3 separate regions of the Hordeum vulgare genome follow, and regions 1 and 2 are each linked to region 3. The links are chromatin contacts, called in public Hi-C and HiChIP or PLAC-seq maps. All regions are on one chromosome and are shown on one strand. Each heading gives the region's core, a stretch centred on a gene start, on an enhancer-like site or on the middle of the called end of the contact. The rest is flanking DNA. Distances are from core to core; before and after follow the strand shown. Region 1 holds the start of LOC123440825. Region 2 holds the start of LOC123445385 (transmembrane protein 45A). Region 3 holds the start of LOC123445386.

What was found. A called contact is a pair of places that touch in the nucleus more often than the background predicts. HiChIP or PLAC-seq counts read pairs in DNA pulled down with a chosen protein or histone mark.
Region 1: an H3K4me3 HiChIP or PLAC-seq map of embryo shows a contact between it and region 3, with 3 times the contacts expected there. The contact joins the promoter of LOC123440825 here to the promoter of LOC123445386 in region 3. A contact is called at or near these places in 2 of 6 Hi-C or Micro-C datasets (leaf and seedling) and 1 of 1 datasets of contacts at active chromatin or transcription factors (embryo).
Region 2: a contact with region 3 is called in a Hi-C map of leaf, with 4 times the contacts expected there. The contact joins the promoter of LOC123445385 here to the promoter of LOC123445386 in region 3. A contact is called at or near these places in 2 of 6 Hi-C or Micro-C datasets (leaf and seedling) and 1 of 1 datasets of contacts at active chromatin or transcription factors (embryo).

The regions. Positions count from the first base shown.
Region 1 is chr3H:586,753,430-586,757,240 of MorexV3_pseudomolecules_assembly, reverse strand. It overlaps LOC123440825, which reads left to right and starts at 2,495. Exons shown (of 2, transcript XM_045117374.1): 1 at 2,495-2,668; 2 at 2,761-3,811. The coding sequence starts at 2,809.
Region 2 is chr3H:586,704,636-586,708,475 of MorexV3_pseudomolecules_assembly, reverse strand. It overlaps LOC123445385 (transmembrane protein 45A), which reads right to left and starts at 1,447. Exons shown (of 3, transcript XM_045122360.1): 1 at 1,164-1,447; 2 at 616-1,037. The coding sequence starts at 962.
Region 3 is chr3H:586,885,108-586,888,913 of MorexV3_pseudomolecules_assembly, reverse strand. It overlaps LOC123445386, which reads right to left and starts at 1,833. Exons shown (of 1, transcript XM_045122361.1): 1 at 242-1,833. The coding sequence starts at 1,730. The coding sequence ends at 519.

The DNA of each region.
Region 1 (3,811 bases), core at 1,246-3,745, 130 kb after region 3:
TCCTTGCTACCACATGCCCGGTAGAAGTTTGCACAGAAATGCCTCATGCACCATCGATGATGCAAAGGAGCATGGCCAGGAATGACAATGTCAACCGCGTTAAGTATGCCTTGATGGCGATCCGATATGACACATATTTCCCTCTCAAACGGTAATACTTTGGTTCTCAAAATATGCAAGAACCATTCCCAGTTAACATTGTTCTCTGCCTCAACCGAAGCAAAAGCTAAAGGCATCAACCGGTTATTGACATCACTTGCTATTGCAACCAACAAAGTGCCCTTGAATTGTCTGGTCAAAAACTTGCCATCGATGGAGATGACAGGACGACAGTGCTGAAAAGCCCTCACACATTGCTCAAATGCCCAAAATGCACGGCCAAATACGCGGACCCTATTTCCATTGAGAATCCTTGTTTTCTCCCCATACGGCTCGACCACATGAACCATGCCCGGGTTAGTGGCGGCAATAGCTCCCAACAACCTAGGTATGCGGTTGTATGCTTGCTCCCAATCACCATACAACATCTTGAATGCGGCTTGCTTTGCTTCCCATGCCTTACCATATTTCACCTCGTAGTGAAAGAGGGCTTTCACAAGGTCTTGTACGCTTTTTATGATCATTGTAGGAAGAGAGTAGATGGAGTTGGAAAGCCTATAAGCGATGAACTCGGAGGTGAGTTGTCTATGGCTTTGCAACGAAAGGGCACCATCAACCCTCTTGCCTCGACACATGTGAGGCATACAACTGACAATGTTCCATCCTGGCCCTCCTTTCCATGGTCTTGCACGGACAATCCAAGGACACCCTCTATCCTCACATGCAACCGTGTAACGCAGCTTCATGTTTGAATGAACAACTTTGTGTGGCCTATAATGCGTAACAGAATATTCATCCAACCACATCTTCAGTTCAAAGAATGTTTCGAACTTTGACCCCGGCAAAATAATATTCTTCCCATGTGTGTCCCGATGAGAAGGTGGCCTAACTCCAAACAATATGCATTCGCCTCTGTCAACCACGGCGTCACCCGCAAGGCTAAGATCCTCGAACAATGGTGTCCGGTGATCACGCTTTGATACCTTCGTGAAAGCTTCAGCCTCCTTTGTCGTGAACCCTTCCTCATCAACTTCTTCGACGGGACCCTCATCGTCAGACTCAGATGCATAGCCACGTGAGTACGAAATAGAATGGTCCATTGTCTCTTGCAAATTATATTTGTCCAAATCACCAAGATTGTTGTCATGAAGAACATTACCATCATTCTCATCATCATCGTGCTCATCATTAGCCTCTACCAATGGTTCATGTTCGACACAAGAAAGAGGTTCAATGTTGGCCTCTTCGTTGATGGGTGGAGGAATAGCTTCAACAATCGGAGAGGCAACCCGGTTCAAATCCAAGTGCAAGTTAGGACCATTTGTTTTGATGGCAAATAACTCTAGAGCCTTGTCTAGTGATTCGGCCACTGTATACTTGTATGCAAGCCAACGTTGCTCGGAGTTGACACGCATGGTCTTCCAACGAATGTGCATTCCGAATCCCACATTATGCCTACCATCAAACTCAACTACATCACTAGGGTCCATCCAATTCAAATCTTTTCGGGCTTGTTCCAACAATTCACCATAGCTAGGACACAAATCGAACACCATGTCAAGCTCATCCGGGTCCGGATCAATATTGCCTTTTAAAAAGGCATCCTTGTCCACGTGATGAATATGAACACATGTTCTTCCCATCCCTAAACAACAAAACATAGAACATTTTTATAAGCAATCATACAACTACAATATCTACTTACTAACTTCCAAACATCCATAACACTAACCCCATCATAACCCTAACACAACCATACATCCCTAACCCTAGCCTAACCATAGCCTAACCCTAGCCTAACCCTAAAACAACCATAATGCAAACATCCAAACAATCCTAATCCTAACCCCATCATACCCCTTATCCTAACATACAAACAAATACAATAATATCATATACATCCCACATTTCATGAAAAACTATGGTTTCCTCAAATTTGCAAAAAAATGACCACAAGAGATTTTTGTTTGGATGAGAATGAGGGGAGAGGTGGGGATTACCTCAGGGGAGTGATTGGACAACAAATGCCCGGTCCAAACCTTCACATTTGATGATTTGAAGAAGGATTTGAAGAGGGGCCCGTGGCTGGGAGAGGGGGATGGGGGAGGGGAATGAGGAGGGGGTGGGGAGGGGGGCTGGCCCGTGGCTGTATAAGTCAATGTGTGGCGCCTAAGCGTTCGGCGCCAAACATTACAATGTGTGACGCCTGAAGCTTAGGCGTCACACGGCCTGGGGGTGGGCCCTCTCTGCCAGGTGGTCGGGGCGTGTGGCGCCGAACGGCTAGGCATCACACGGTGTAGTGCGGCGCCTAAGTGTCAGGCGCCACAAAAAAGAATCGGGGAGGTCAAATCTTTCCCCCCGAGGGTTCATTCTGTGAGTTCTTTTCACCACGGGTCATTTTTGTCAATTTTGACTGGACGGGACGGGGCGTGCTCCTGCTGCTGGCGTGTGTCAGTTCACGAGCGTGCTCTGCTGCTCCCCCCTCCCTGCGCTCCAAACTTCCATCTGCTCGGCTTCTCCCCTTCCACCTCCTCTGCCGTTCTGGTTGCGTTCCTCTCCGCTAGATCTGGTAACCAAATCCTGCTCAAGTTGGTCGTTTCTTGATTAGATTGTGTGTGCTTTTCAGTTTCCCTTACAACTCTGTATCTTGTGTTTTCACAGCGAGGATCACAGCATTGGATTTGCTGACCGACGAGAAGGGCTGGGCTCATGTCGCGAGAACTGGAACGTGCGGCAATGGCGGCCCGTGAGGTTCCGACGCCCTTGTCCTCCGCTGTTCTTCTTCCGCCGGCCAAAAGGATGAAGCGAGATCCGAGTTGTTCGGAACCCTCGCCCGCCGGCTGGTCCACGCTCCCGGATGACCTCGTCCGCCGCATCGCCGACTCCTTCCTCGTCAACAACGACCTGGACTACTACATGTCCGTCCGCGGCGTCTGCCCCAGCTGGCGCGCCGCCACTGACGACCCCAGCAGCGACACCCGGGACCCCCGCTTCCATCCGCGCGGGTGGGTCGTCCTGGACGAGGACTTCCAGGGCGACGGCAGGCGGGTGTTGCTCAACACCCTCACCGGCCGCTTCCTCCGCAAGAAGCTGCCGGTGCTGCTGGATTACTACGTCATGGGCACCAGTGGCGGCTTCTTCGTTCTGGCAGACAAGAGTCCTCCTCACACCGCTCATGTCTTGAATCCTCTCACCTGCTGCATGGTCCGTTTCGCGGCGCCCGTGCCCCACATGGTGGTGCTCTCTGAAGTTGACTCCTCGCTGGGGCTCGCCCTGTTCTGCGACTCATCTCGTAGGATTTACAGGGCCGCGCCTGACAGTGAAAGTTTCGTCGCCGTCAAGACCAAGTCCAAAAAGGCAGCGGTTTACGATTGCTTCCGCAAGGCGGCCGTAGGTGGTGTCTATGCAGAAATCAGTGGCTTGAAATCAACCATATTAGCTGAGATGATTGCATTTTTACCCATGTTTATGCGGATAGGAGCACAGATGCAAAATAGAGGATTGGAGAACATCAATTTTTCCGACGATCCTCATACAGATGTGAAGGATATCCAGAGTTCCCTGGTGGTTTTATCTGGACAGATGTTGCTCGTCTCGGGTGCACCCGTTCCGTTTGTTTCCCAAGTGGACATGGATGCAGCTACGTTGCATCCTTTGAGGAGCATCGGCAGATTTGCCATCTTCATCAGTAATCGGAGGTGCCTAGCTGTGG
Region 2 (3,840 bases), core at 198-2,697, 180 kb after region 3:
AGGTTACACGCTGACTAGGATTCTTTCTTTCTAACTAACCACTCCTCCCTGATTTTTAAGGAGGTTGGGGCCTCCATCTCCATAATCTCCAATCAAAATCACCTGTTTGTAAAATCCATGTAAAGTTATGTATGTGTAGTATTGCTGCTAGACTATATATAAGTAAACAGAGCCTAGGAGCACCCCTGAATTTTGCAAGCAAAAATCAGCCAAATGAATCTAGTACCAACTTGGGCACCGGCTAATTGTGACCACATGGCCTAGCCTGGACCAGCCAATCCTTCTCCCTCTGGTCCGTCCTTTGTAACGTTCATTCAAGAATCAAGATGCGACACCAAGCAAGTCAAAACATGGACCAACTAGCCCAACAACCATCCCACCTATTTTCCGTTTCCAGATCCTCAAATGTTAGTACCACGAGCGTACAGTACGACCGACGCCCATAGAAAGCTATCAATCCGTGCTGAATCCGAGAATGACTTTTTTTTGTTTCAACCTCAGATGATCGAGCGAGAAGATAATGGAACTAGCACTAGAATTCCGAGGAAAACGGATCAACTTTGGATCGTGTCATCCATGGCAACGAGATGGTAGATGGATGGGTGGTGGGCTGACCTGGTGTTTTGGGAGAGGAGGGCGAGGGCGCCGAAGAGGAAGAACATGAGCAGCATGCCGCCGTGCTCGAGGTCGTTGAGGTGCGCCGGGTTGACCCCGCCGCCGGGCGCGAATATGCGGAGGTGGGTGGAGTAGAGCACCTCCACGCACATGTCCAGGAAGGCGCCCCCGGCGACGACGTAGAGCTCCAGGTGCCGCAGCGCCCCGCCACCGCCCACGGGGTTCCACACGCGGAGGCGGAACCTCGCCGGGTCCGTGGCGAACCGCGCCACCGCCGCCCACACGTGCCACGCGCCCACCGCCAGGAACAGCGTCCCCGGCAGCACGTGCCCCTTGAACGACCCCATCGATCTGCCGCCGGCGTTGACTTGTATCCCCCGCCGGCGCCCTTTGTTCCTAGCTCAGCAGCAGAAACCACGGGACTGCGGCGACCGCTCGATTAGTGGCGTGGTCCCTCGCTGGCCGAAGTGGAGACGGAAAGCAAATCCCGACGAGCGAACGAGGAGACGACCGGAGAAAACGCGAGACGAGGAGGCGGCGGCACGTACCTGGCGATGATTGGTCGATGATTGATGGGGCGCGGAGGAGAAGCGTAAAGCGACCAGATCTTTTTCCTGCTCGTGCTCGGGAAAGCGCCTTTTCCTTGCCTCCGGGGGATGGCGACGATGATGGCGATGTGCGGCGGCACGGGTAGCGGGAGCGGAGGGAAGGTGTGCAGGAGCGGAGGGAGGGAGAAGGAGAAGGAGAAGGTGAGGGCGTGAGGAAGGCGTTGGGGTTGGTGCGTGATGGATCGCTCTGCTCTGTTGTGCTCCTCTGTTCTATGGACTGCCAAGCGGTGCGGTGCGGCGCAGTCAATGCGGTGCGCCGCCTCGGGAGGGGAGGTCGGTCCTGTTCAAAACCTATACCTACATTACATACTCTTTCCTTCGTTTTTATTTATTTGGAATATTACGTTTGTTCAAAATTAAATTGTGTATATTTTCAGCGGGCTTGTACAAAGATATATTCACATATACACCACTAAATCAGTATCATTGTGGCCCGCAAAATCATTTCACATTATATAAACATGTTACTTTAAATGTTAATACGTATTGTTTTCTATAAAATTGATCAACCTTATAAAGTTCGACTTCGGTCAAAACAAATACTATACCGACTAAACAAAAACAAAGGGAGTATGAAGAAAACAGGGTTAATTACATTTGTGCCCTTAACCGAATCTTACTATTTAGATTTGTTCCTAATTTTCAAGTGTGTGTAAATTTGTCCCTCTACCGTTAAGTCCTCTTATAGAAACGATACCCGTGCATTGCAGCAGCGGAAATTTGGTGGTACGTAACTTTAGTATTCTTTGTTTCTTGACTCTAATACGATCGCAAAGTTGTTCAAGTACCAGGAACAACAAGTGAACATGTGACCACTCAAGAAGGGCCAACAACAGAGAATCAACACAAGACGGAATACCTGATGATATGCACACTCATGATGAGGGTGAAAGGCTATATCCAATATTTGTTGTAAGGAAGGAAGCAGCCCAAGGACAGAAATTCTAAGAAGGATGAAGATTATATTGCACCAACAGGAGGCATGCTTGATGAGGCAGGTGGAGGACATGGACATGGGGGGTACTCGGACTCATCAGACGAGAGTAGGCTAGATGTTTATATTATAATATATAATACAGATGATCCTTCTTTAGCAAAAAAGAACTATATTTTCCAGTGCTCTAGATTGTAGGAATGCACTTGCTACTTTCTCCACAGAGACTGAAAGTGAGTTTAAAATTGATAACATCGATAGTTCATTGTAGAAATAGCACATTATTTCAGGTACGTACTAACTTGAGTTACTAACAGTTAGCGTATTGTTTATTATAATTTTCACACTGATATGTTATCTGTTTCGCCATATATGTGTGATGTGTATGCCTCTGTAATGGTTTGCACAAAAGGAAAGGGTTGAGGTCAGCTAAGGGCAGGTAGGTTGCACATGCTGTCAGGAACTGGGTACAAGTGAATTCAAATACTGCTCCTACAGAATTGCATAAAAATCTACAGAAAAAGTATGGCTGGACCTATCATACATGCAGTGGCGGGGGATGAAACTTTCTTGAGGTCTGGCCAACTGTTAAGCCCAAAAGAAATTTGTGCACAAACAACATAAATAATATGAACCAACAGTGCACGATAATATTTTCATATAATCCTAAATAGAATAGCCCAGTACAATAACAATCCATACTTTTTAAATAGCAGAACGACTGAAAACATACTGATAAGTAAGCTTTAACGACGTGTAGAAAACCCAGGCAACGGTAGTGCCCTATCCTTCTCGTGAAAATCTTCCTTAATTTGAGCAAAGTCAAGACTTTTGAATATCCCTCGCTCAATGGAACACATCATCAAGTCATTAAACCAGTCATCGGACATCTTGCTGCGCAACTCGGTCTTGTTGATACATGAGCGTGTTCTGTGTCCACCAAATGGCCCTTGGCAGTATGTAAGGTAAGTGGTCTGACTCTTTCTAGTTATTATACACTTTCAAGTCTCAAGTGGAGAAAACATCTCCATTCTCCAAGTAGTGTTGTGAACATTGACAAGCACTCAGTAGAATATAAAATAAATGGAAAAAGTAGGCATAAAGAGTGCCTCAGGAGAGGGTTTGTCCCTTTCAAAGCATGTTGGAAGTTTTCTTTGATGGACGTAGGCCATATCTTGGAGTAGATGTCATTGCATCAAATGGAAGAATTAGAGGCCAACTTGTAAGTGCTTTTCCCTAGTAGCATGTGGTGTATTAGAGACAGAAAATATAGAAAGTGGGAGTTGATTTTACAGAACTTGTAAGAGTTTATGGACCACCCACTAGGTTTCGTTATTTACACACATGCTTTTAAAAGGTCTAGAGACTGTTGTAGTGTTGTATTCCTAGGGGTAGAACATAGGGAATGCATGAGACACTTGGCAGAAAAAAATTACTAAGAAGTTTAGAGGAAAATTCTTTGACGAAAATTTGTGGCCTTGTTCTTTGATTTATAGCTTGAAAAAACACAACTACCATCTGAGAAAGTTGTACAACAAGCCTGGTGTGAAATCAATGGTCAGTAATCCGGTCGTGCCATGTCACTCGCATGTCTAAAACTACTTTCCCTTCTCTGTATAATGGTTGAACATAGATTCATAAACATAAATATGAATCTTCAACACAATTTTTCTAAATTTTCAT
Region 3 (3,806 bases), core at 584-3,083:
AGCTCGACAAACCGCCAATAAGCAAATATAAAACTGTTTCTTGCACAGTACATGGCGTTGCAAAATTAACAAAGCTTACGTAGAACAACGAAGCATGCTAATATGATCGATGTTCCAAATGCGGGAGCTAAATTCAGAAGCTGGTAAAATTTGGGCTAACATTTACTGCTGTCAGAAATTAAGCACCACATTGCATTGCAAGTATAGTAATACAAGAGAAGAACAAGTGGACACACCTAAATAAGATAGCATCAAGCACAGTAGATGTACCATTAGGTTGATACCAAGTACTAGTAGTAATTAAGAATGCAAACTGCAGTTCCACAACAGGTGATCTAACATTAGAATCATCCTATTGTTTTAGGCTTAACATAAGGCAAGGCATAACCATAGTAGCGAAACAAAAGACTAGAAAGACAACATGAAGAATTACTTAGCAAATGCATAGCCTTCTTATCGTCCGGTCATCGAGAATTCACTATCCCAGAGCTGAATGAAGATCTGCTGGTGCCAGCGCCTTATGAAATCTGTTGCAAGGCCAGTTGAGAATCCGGGGTGTTGATGGTGTAGCTGGAGAGGAAGTGGATGATGGTGTGAGGACGGTCGGCGACCAGGACAAACTTCTTGTCCTGCTTCACGAAATCTGTAGCCTCATAGATCCTCTCTATTTTGTTGTCCCTGATGTTGCACTTGCAGATATGAGCGGACGAACCCAAATGTTCAGTGTAGTACACACAGTCTGCCTCCGTTCCTGGGAACTTATCAACATCGACGGAGAAGCACCTGTGGTCACCGATGAAGATGGCAAATCTTCCTGTGGTCTTCACACGCCAGAGCTTGCCTGTGTCGGTGTCGAATTGGAGGGCAAAGAGAGAATGGGCTTCATGTGCATTCAAGAACTTCAAGACGATACCTATATCCCCATCCAAATCCACTAGGAAACACCGAATGGCGTACCCATGTCCAGGACGATCAACCGAGAAAACCTTGGTCGAAACCCGATAATTCAGAAACTTGCCTAAGCTAATCATCAGCTCACGAACTACGGATAATTCAGAAAGGCTTGCATAGGCACCACCCACGACCGCCTTCCGGAAGTAATCGAAAGCTGATTGCTGCTTATGCTTGTATCTGACGAACCTTTTACTGTGAGGAGCCGCTGAGTAGGCCTTGCGAGAAGAGTCGCAGAACACGGCGAGCCGGACCGAAGAGCCGTGGGGAAAAGTGAGATCAGCGACTCCCACATCGAGGGGCACGGGCGCCGCGAAACGGATCACGACGCCGGTGAGGGGGTTGAGGACGCGGGCGGCGTGACGAGCGCCTTTCTCCGCCAGGACGCAGTAGCCGCTGTGTGTGGCGGTCACGGCGTGGTAATCGCCGAGCTGCGGGAGAATCTTGCGGAGGAAGCGGCCGGTGACGGTGTTTACCAGGTGAATCTCTTGTCCTTCGCTCAGGAAGACCTCTTCGAGGACGATCCAGCAGCGCGGGCGGAAGCGGGGGTCGGAGGCGGCCCTCCTGGGGTCGGCGGTGGCGGCGCGCCAGCCGGAGCAGACGGCGCGGTAGTCCATGTACCAGTCGAGGTCGTTGGTGGCCAGGAGGGAGTCGGCGACGCGGCGGACGAGGTCGGGCGGCAGATCGGACCAGCCTGCGGGCGGAAGGAGCGGCGAGGTTTCCAGACAAATCGGGCCCTCCTTCTTCCTCTTCGCAGGCGGGGGAACAGGGTCGGCCATGGCAGGGGGAGGAGGAGGCGGTGAGAGGGGGGGAGGGAGGGAGGTGGGCCGTCTGGTGGTGTGTTTGGGGAGTGAGGCGCCGGCGGCGGCTGATTTGGGGAGGAATCCACACAGATTGGGGGCTCTGCCGCTGTGTATAGGCCTAGCTACTATGTGTGCTATTTGGGCTGCTGTAAAAGAGAGCGAGCGAGAGAGATCAAGGGAAATGACTAAATAACATAAAACTACTAGCGTAAAGATTATGATTTCAGAAAACTACCGAATTTTAACTTTTTTCAGAAAACTATCAAACGTCGTGGTTCGTTGTTTCAAAAACCTAAAATCTTTGTTGTTAAAAAATTAAACAGGTTTATGACAAGTCGGGTCCGCACCTAAACGATTTGTCTATTTGACCGTGTGTTTGGCTATTAACTCACTTGTAGGGCCTACATGTTAGTGTGTAGAAAAGCAATCAGGTCATCGGAAGTCTTGTGAAAAAGCAATCATGTCTTTAAAATATTTTTGCAAAAAACAATCAGGTCCCTCCTCGGCACCCCCGTGCTCGGACTCCGCGGCTGGGTCCTCCTCGCCGCGGCCGTGGCCGCGGTCGTCATCGCCGTCCTCGTGCTCACGGTCTGCTTCTGCCTCTGCCGACGCCGGCGATGTCCCCGCGTCGCCCTGAGCCTGCGACGATGAGCCACGCCCGCAGCGGCCGGATCTATGGAGCGTTGGTCGCCGCTCCTTCCACCAACGCATATTCTTCCCCAACGTGCCGCCAGCCTCCGCCTGCAGCCATGGCACCCGACGTGTCGTCCTCCATGGAGCCATGGCGCCATCGGCCAGAGGTGCTACCCCGCTGACATGGACGGTCTCTATGGAAGGGAGCTCCACGAAGGCGCCCACGATGGAAGGGAGCTCCACGATGGTGCCATGGTTGTTGGTCGTGACGGAAGGGACCTCCACGGCAGCGCCATGGTTGCTGGTTGCAACGAAAGGGAGCTCCATGCGCCGCCCCCGACGGAAGGGAGCTCCACAACAACACCATGGCTGCTGGTCATGACGAATGGGAGCTCCACGCGCCGCCCGTGATGGAAGGGATCTCCACGGCGGCGTCATGGCTGCTGGCCGACGACCGTCACGGCACCTGCTGGCGCACGGCCACGGGAGGGACCTGGTTGCTTTTTTCAAAAGTTTACACGGACTCGATTTCGTTTTTGAAAATTTGCGGGGACCTGATGTAAGTGCATCTAGTACCCCTTAGTGATTTTGGTGGTTTGAAGACTTATAGGTTAAGTATCTAATGTGTTCTCGAGTGTACACAGGATCTATAAGTCGCTGAGGGGTTTGAAATAATCGATGAATATCGACCCCTAAAAATGTATATCTTCGGTTGAAGAAATTGGTCTGAATCTGAAGAATTGAATCGCTAAGAATTTGCGTTGAAATTGATATTCCTCATGAAGATATTGAAATTGAAGAATTCGATGTGTCCTAAAGAAAATCAATCTGAAGACTTTGAAGCATGAAGATTCATCCTTTCTGTTTTATTTTCTTCACAGTTGAGTAATAGGAACACAGTACTGTTAAAGGGGGTCAAGGTAACACATTTGAATGAATTTCCTCATGATGCTCAACCCAAGCTTAATCCTACCAAAAGCCTCAAGTGAGGAATATGAGTGACATGAGGACTCTCACAGTTGAGCGTCCCGACTGTTATCGATAACCACACCACATCATTGGTCTTATCCACACCAACGATCATATTATTTAAGGACATTAATGTCAAATCATGTCGGGATGCTCCCAGACTATAAATAGCCGCCCCCACTACCATTAGCTGGTTGGCTGCTCCATTAGAAACTGACACTTGTCATAAGAGCAACCCAAATTCCTCAGAGTCTTTGAGAGTAATTCATCAGTGAGGAAATACCCCAAACACCAAACCACAAACCGAGAACCAAGTGATTGAGCATCACTGAAGAAGTTGTTCCTGTGTGGGACTAAAGCCTTTTACCTTTGAGGACTGTGCATCCTCCAAACGGTTAGGCGTCATGGTCTAGAGCAATCCAACAGTCAATTGTGGATCGTCAGGTGACC